Regions from separate parts of the Zea mays genome. Here region 2 is linked to region 1. The links are chromatin contacts, called in public Hi-C maps. All regions are on one chromosome and are shown on one strand. The core of a region is the stretch at or near the end of the contact, and the rest is flanking DNA. Distances in the headings are between cores, read along the strand shown.

What was found. A called contact is a pair of places that touch in the nucleus more often than the background predicts.
Region 2: a contact with region 1 is called in a Hi-C map of leaf, with 6 times the contacts expected there. The contact joins the enhancer-like site here to the promoter of LOC103638174 in region 1. A contact is called at or near these places in 6 of 25 Hi-C or Micro-C datasets (bundle sheath, ear, leaf and 2 more).

The regions. Positions count from the first base shown.
Region 1 is chr1:118,883,607-118,887,615 of Zm-B73-REFERENCE-NAM-5.0, forward strand. LOC103638174 (alpha-mannosidase) reads right to left here and starts at 2,409. Exons shown (of 31, transcript XM_008661157.4): 1 at 1,812-2,409; 2 at 1,291-1,363; 3 at 670-1,047; 4 at 514-597. The coding sequence starts at 909.
Region 2 is chr1:119,487,064-119,491,094 of Zm-B73-REFERENCE-NAM-5.0, forward strand. LOC103638195 (alpha-mannosidase) reads right to left here. Exons shown (of 29, transcript XM_008661190.4): 23 at 3,889-4,001; 24 at 3,709-3,793; 25 at 3,516-3,626; 26 at 3,339-3,434; 27 at 3,195-3,242; 28 at 3,037-3,105; 29 at 2,124-2,532. The coding sequence ends at 2,344. Among protein-coding and RNA genes, the nearest start is that of LOC103638195, 13 kb to the right of the region's middle. Within about 2 kb of position 2,433, at least 6 of the 20 cell types and tissues checked have an H3K27ac peak or open chromatin away from gene starts, as enhancers often do. A contact at or near this core is called in leaf and tassel, where this site is marked.

The DNA of each region.
Region 1 (4,009 bases), core at 1,159-3,658:
TGTGCTCTCATCTTCCTATCCTTTGTGGTCCTTGGTATCCTCAGAATCCTCCAATGCTTATCCATGTTATCTTGTGTGGGGTATCCTTGTATCTGCTAGTACTCACAATTTGGGAGACAGGCTGTGTACCTTTGAGTGAGTACGACATGGATGTTTTTGTAACAGCATAGTCGACATGTTGGTCCATGCTTTGGCACTAGCTAGTACTATTTACTGTACATGATAGGGATCCATGGCCAAGGTAGGTAGGTATATGGTGTGCTTCCAAAATAAGTATCCATCAAATTAAGCCTCCTGATTTTGAATATCTGCCCACTGACGTTGTCAAAGCAGTTCATTTTATAAGCGGGCCATATATAGACTTTATGAATTAAATTAACAATATATATTGTGCAGGTCGAGTAATTGTATTTAGAGAATCGATTATATATATACAGTGAAGCCATAAGCAGACGAGGACCGAATCGGAGGCGATGGAATTAGCACGCACAAGCAGCAAGTGGTGGTTCTTACCTGCTCGACGACGATGAACTTGCGAGCAGGATCCTTGGCGAGCGCGTCCACCACGGAGTCGAGTGTGTTCATCACACACGCGCCCTGCCAGGAGCCGGTGCGTGAGAATTATTAACTGAAATGACAGGAAGCAGCAGGAAGAAGGCGGCAAGGTACCTGGATGGAGTTGTTGGATCCGACGTAGTACTGGTCGATGGTCATGAGCCACCCGACGTCGTCGTGCGAGTGCGGCACCAAGTGCACGTTCAGCTTGTTCCCCACCGCGGTGCCTCCACCACCACCCGGCGTGCTCCTATTGTTGCACCCCTCCGTGAACGCCGATGCCTCCATCACCATCGGCGTTGCTGCTGCCACCGCGAGCGCTACAAGGGCTACCAGCAGAAGCGTCGGCGCCATGATGGCGTGGAGTGGGAATTCGCCTACAGCGCAGACCCGTTGGTTTCTTGGAGTTGGCGTTTCTTTTGTGATGAGTACCGGGCCCTGCCCTCACGATGGGCTCCTTCGTAACCAACCAACCAGCTGTGGTCACCCTGCCTGCAGCCAAACGCTGTGCTATATAGCTTGGACCTCGTTGCTACTAGTCTGTTTATGACCAAAATAAGCTAAAATTAAAAGCTAAATCATGTATATTGTTTAGCAACTTTTTTGGCCACACTTCTTCCCACTGTCTCCATTTGTACTAAAATGTAAAATTTAGATCAGAGTATGTAGTTTATCTTCACATTTTCCCGCTATTTGTACAGCTTCTTGAGAAAGTGTTTTCCTTAGAAGTTATACCTGGTGGGACCTTTGTATCTTCGGCAAGACTTAAGGCTCCAACAAGACCTCATATTAATCATCAACAGACGTGCTACAAAAAAAGTTATTAAACAGAAGTTCCATGTAAATTCTTGTGAAACGCTGTATAAAATAAAAATCTATATCCTCAAAAACCCAAAAATATATTATTGATAATAATAGCCATTTGGTTCATCTATTTTCCAAAAAAAATATCCATTTACAAAACAACATTAAGCAACACCTAAATATACATCTAAATACCAACTATGTGGATATAAAATAACACATAAATTTGCATATAAATTATGAATCACCTAAGTGTGATAATAATCTAAATCACCCCATAAATTCGCATCTAAATCCACTTTTTCCATTATGAAACATAAATTAAGTATCCTCTCAGATCTATATCTAAATTACCAGCATTTACTGATATGAAAAATACTGAAATATCATAAATTATGTCTATATATGTTTCTGAATTATCCGCAACTATTACTATCAAAATCTTCTCGGACCTCTGCTCCTCACGCCGCCGCTTATCTTCTGGGACCTCCGCTCCCGCGCGTGATATTGTCATGGACGTCGGGGTCGCCAGGCCGCAGCGGATGGGAGGCGCTGCCATGACATCGCGGCCCTGCGCACGCGAGCCAGGGTCCCGAGCGCCGCCGCGCCTTTCTTCTCTGCGCCAGACGCGGATCTTGCGCCGCCGCTCACAGATGGCCGCAAAGGGCGCGCAGTCCATCCTGTGCTTGCGCCGGCCGCCGCGTTCACGGGTTGCGCTGGCTCGCCATGGCCGAGCCGCGCGGGAGCTCATGCTTTTACGGTGGACTAGTTGCGGTGGATATGAGAGGAGGCCTCTCCCTCCCGTCTTCCGCGCGCGAGCCAGGCGATTTAAGTGGCAGCGGCCGCAGTGCCGCACCTTGGTGCCAGCCACGAGCTCCTGCTCACGCGCCTCATGGGCTCACATGCCGAGAGCGCGCGGCCACAGAGGCCGCCGCGGGCGAACTCCGCCGGGAGGCCATGCGCCAATGCGCTGTATTTCTCTGGACTCGGAGTGTAGCGGTGGCCACACGGCCCGCCGCTGCCGCCCTCCGAGCGCGCGGGCCCCGTGCGCATGTGCCATTGTCATTCTCCTTTTTTATTCTTTCTTCTAAATTAGTGTACGCTGATAGCGCGTTGCTACAGAGTCAACATGTACCGGTAAGATACAATAAGATGTAGAAGCGCTATAATAAAATACATTGATATATAAAAACAATTATTTTTATTCTATACTTTTGTTAGTTACATACTAAAAAATATAGCATAATGACTGTGCGTTGCAATGACACGAATTCGATAAAATGTTAATGTACAACAAGTGCACAAAAAACTAATAGCATACGTTATTATAGATCTCAATTTTTTACATCCTAATTTTATATCAGACTCACATCTTATTATTATTTTGTTATGCCTCTTTTGGAACACGGGATTTTCCACTTCCATATGGTTTTTTAGTGAAAATTAATTGATTCCTATGAAATCTCATGTACGATTCCTATAAAATCTTGCGTTCTTTCGAGATCATCTAGAGAAGTGAATAGGTGATCCTGCAAAATAATCACTAAAAACCATAAACTTGATCTAGAATAAGAGTTAGTACAAAATAAATCAAGTTTGAGGAAGTGAGAAAAGTTCCCTTCGCTTGATTGCACTTTTAAGATATAAATTAAACTAAGAGCAATATCACAAGTGAACTTTGAGAACTTAGGAAGGTAGACAATCGCAAAAAACTAAATGAACATAGGACACAAGCGATTTTATCCTGTGGTCCGATCAAGCTAAAATGTTTGCCTACATTTACATCGTGGTGTCTATAAGGGTTGCTTTCAGCCCCTCTCAAATGATCCAAAAATCAAAACTTAAGTGACATTGTCTTCCTTATCAATATGAATCCCTTTAGCAAGGAATCTCTACAAATTGGAGTCTCTTACAGCCGTACAAGAATTACAGTTACAAAGTTGAGCACAAGGAAGGGAGAGAATACATACAAGAGCAAACGCAACAACACAACGCTAGAAAGAATATCACGAGAGTGCAAACACAATTGTCACAAGAAAACGACACAAAATAGTGCTCGGATATCACTAGAATCGCTAAACAGCGTCGTGGCAGAGTGTCGGAGTTGTGAATGCTCTTGGAGTTCTTGGTACTGAAGGAGATCGACATGGGGTCCTTTTATAGCCCCAAAAGGTCCCATAGTCATTGCTGCTTCCTTGTAAAAATGTGTCAAATTTGGCTGACTACGGGTGCATCGGACCGGTTCGATGCACCACCGGACCAGGTCCACGTGCCCCAGTCCAGGATCTGATCGTGTGCTTTCCTATTTTGGCAGGCAACATCAACCTCGTCGCGCTCCGACAGCGAGGGGGTGGAATAGGTGGAGTGGCAGAGGGACTAGCGATAGTGGTGGTAGGAGTGGCGGAGGCTACGGGTGTGATGGAAGTTGTGGGTGTAGCTGCGGTGCAGGAAAGCTCTGGAGTAGTGGAAGTGGTAGGGGTAGGAGTGCAAGCGGAGCTGAGGCTAGTGGAGCAGAAGTTGGTGGAGTAGGTGAGGGGTCTAGGACAGCCGGGGGAGTGCGCAGACGAGAAGACTGTTGTTGTATCTAAATGGAAGTTGATCAGCACCAATGTGAATTTGCCCTCCCTACTTTGCTCGCTCTGCTGCTGCA
Region 2 (4,031 bases), core at 1,183-3,682, 600 kb after region 1:
TGTTTAGGTTTACCTTGCAAGGTTTAGAAACTCGATTCGAATCGTCTGCTTCTCGCAGCTAATGAGACTGCTTGATCCATGCTGCTACATTGAGTAATAAGTGGAAATGTGTTGATTGGCAAAAGATGTTGATTGCTAAAATGCTTGATACCATGTATGATTAGCTAGGTACATATTTAGTCTTAAGAGAATCACACTAAAACTTGAAAAGCTAAACTTGATTTTAGACTCAGCTAGTGCTTTTGGCAAACCAACCCCTCAGCCAAACAACTGCATGTCTAGAGGTAGAGGAGTAGACTCCCCACACCGGGTAAGTCTAGCTGAGTATTAGTATACTCAGCCTTGCTTGTGGCATAATTTTTTTACAGGTTCTCTGGAGGATATGGTTGCTGGAGTGACTTGGGCGTCCATCTTGCCACCGGGTTAGACAATCGAGTGGGACCCTAACTCAGCAGGGGAGGAGCATGAGGAGTGATGGGCCAGGCTTCCCCATCCCTCCGGTTATTTATCGTTAGTTAACTTCCACTGCATTTCGAACAATGGTCATTAATTTTGCAAAACTCCAATGATGTTGTAATAACCTTAAGCACTTCCTTAGTGTATGGTTTTATGCTTTATTGTATTTGATCTATGCCTCACCTTCGAGTGAGTACGTGGTACTTGATCCTGTTAGTGGCCTTGTCGGACTAGATCCGAGGGACTGACGTCTTATTCCCATTTAAGTATGGTCTAGCCTCTAAGGTGGGACTTAAGCACTTAAGTTGGAATAATTCGGGTAGTTCCACCACACCGCATCGGGGAGGAGAGGTCCTAGGCTTTGTCTTGGGATCGGCAGGCCACCCAATACGCCTCTAGTCGACGTAGAGCCGAAGAGATGTGAAGATTTGAGGTAGAGAAAGGCTAAACCAAAACTACTCCTAATGCATAAGATAAAAACGAAATATATATTGTTGATTATTGATTCGATTGTTTCCCTCCAATTGTCGTAGTCCTCCATATATATATATATATATATATATATATATATATATATATATATATATATATATATATATATATATATATATATATATATATATATATATATATATATATATATATATATATATATATATATCCCAAGCTAATTCTGCGGTTTTAGCTAGCAAAACTCACAAAAAACTCGAAACCCTAACTGATTCTGCGCGCGCACGAACCATCCGGCCTGGGGGTCGGACCGTCCGCTGCCTGTTTTGGTGCCCAATGGACTGTTAGGCACATTTTCCTTTCACCTTTAAAGTTGTAGGGAACATGACTCTTGATGCTATTGTTAGATCCAAATTGATCTCCACGAGAGCCCTATCCACTAGATTTAAAACACAACATTTTATACTTTTGGTCTGAGTAGTACGAGGGATGATGGTATCGATTTAAAACACAACATTATATATATCCCAAGCTAATTCTGCGGTTTTAGCTAGCAAAACTCACAAAAAACTCGGAACCCTAACTGATTCTGCGCGCGCACGAACCATCCGGCCTGGGGGTCGGACCGTCCGCTGCCTGTTTTGGTGCCCAATGGACTGTTAGGCACATTTTCCTTTCACCTTTAAAGTTGTAGGGAACATGACTCTTGATGCTATTGTTAGATCCAAATTGATCTCCACGAGAGCCCTATCCACTAGATTTAAAACACAACATTTTATACTTTTGGTCTGAGTAGTACGAGGGATGATGGTATCGATATTCCCTCACCTTCACGCTTTAGGGATTTGTTCTAAAGTGCACATCGAATATTCAAGTGCCAATTACAATTACTAAATATAATCTAATTACAAAACTAAAGACTAAATGATAAAAGAAAATTTTTTAAGCCTATTTCATTTATGATTAGTAAATGTTTATTATAGCATTACATGGTCGAATATTGATTAATTAGGTTTAATAGATTTATCTTATTATTTAGTCCTTATATATGTAGTTGATTTTATAATTAAACTATATTTAGTATTTTTAAATAATATCTAAACATTATAACTAAAAAAAACCAAACAAACCATTGATAGATGGATCAGGACGCGTGCTAATGGGCTCAAACCAGACCCGAGATCAGCCCAATCAGCCCAACAGATAACGGTATCCGCTAGGAAGAAATACCCGCTTTACACAATGAAAAGCACCACAACCGTTCCTTTTTTTTTTCCCGACATGTAGCTATTATTACATGAACAAACTTGGTGTGGGTGTGCACCTCCATTGCCCAAGTATTTGATCCTATTTGAACTAAGATTTGGGCACGTTAATGAAAAGGTAGAAATTACTCTATGGACTATTGTTTGTTTACAAACAAAAGAACAACTGCCACTAAAATTTCAGCAAGAAGGTGCGTATCTCCATGGGTCCTAGTTCAACGACTAGAGCCCTACTGTCAACTGGGCCACCTTTTACTGCGGCAGGACCAGTTTCAGTGTTCCCAATGACCCTCCAGCTGAGCTTCTTCATGTCTGACTTCTTTTGGTTCGCGGAGAGGCTAGTCTCCGTCAATTCCTTGATCTGCACATACATTTGATTTGAACGTCACTAACATTTAATTGGAATAGAACGTCCAAGTTATAAAAATCTATCAGCCCCGTTTGTTTGGTTGGAATTCAATTCCATTTTGATAATTATAATTTAGACAAAACTAATTAAGTTCATATATTTATATACGTAATATATTTGTATATTATCGTAAATCATATGAAAGAGATAGTTATATAATACATTTATGTTATAGCGAATCAAGTAGACGATTATGCTATAAGTTGTACATCGGAAAAATAACATGTAAATCTATAAAATTAATTTTCATCTCTTATCACAGGAATTTGAGATAGGCTTATATGATAACTTTTAAAAGTGGTGAAATGTTATATTCTAAAAGAATAGCATATTCTATTAATAAAATTTCAATTCCTCAAAATAAAAGAAAACAAATAGGACCTCAGAGTTATTTGGGGACACCTTCATTTTTTGTTTTCTTTCAAATATATGAGCTGCAGCAAGTTCTCTACTTACAGTTCTCTTTCCGAACACCTTTTTCAGATCAACCTTTGCCACCTTGGAATATCTCGGGTCCTCAGCAGCCTACAGACCCGGCAAATATTGACTAGTATCGATGATTCATTATCAAGGAGAGGAAAAATAACAAAATTTTAAATAAACTACAAACATACTTGAAAGAGATGGGCCAAGCGGAGTAGTGTGGTACCATCATCTAGATTCTGAAATGTTGAGACGAACAGGTAAATTTGTAACGGAAAATATACAAGTAATCGGATGCAAAGTAATGGGAAGGAGGAGAACAGGTACAGTGATACCTGCAAAGTAACAATGGCGACATTATCAGGAAGGCTGTAGTTGGCATTCATCATACCAGCTTTGGCCACGCTGTAGGATTTCGAGCTGGTCTCATCCTGTAATTAACAAGAACAAATTGTTAACTTGGACGGCATGAAAACACAGAGCAGAAAGGTTCAGAGGGCAAGCGGATGTACCTCATGAGTGAAAGCAAGGAGAAAGGGTGAGTAGACTTGCTGGCCATATGTACGTCGCCAGTGAGCTCCATGCCCTAGCTTCTCGACATTGACGTAGTAATTGCCCCTGGCCTGTGGTGTTTTTGGAAGGATTACGGTAGCTATCAGTGACTGGATAGCAGGATATAATAGAGACAGAACTGAATGTGTGTACCGTAAGCCCTTGGCAATCTTGATCCACGCAAACCACCTCGTCAAGTGGCTCTCCGACACCCCTGCCATCATCCTTAAGTAAACGCCTGAAATTAGTTGACAACATCTGTGGTTAGACTAGAGAGAGTTTCAGTCTGGAAGGGGATTAGTAATACTGAGCACACGCCACTTTAGCTGATACCTGTGTAGCATAATCTCTAGCTGACCATCCTGAATGCTTGATGCTCCGACAGCACGGTCCACAAGCACAGATAGCTCATATTTTTCATCTGCTACATACACTCCTAGGTTCACCTGGAGAGTCAACCTGTCAGAACACTCCTA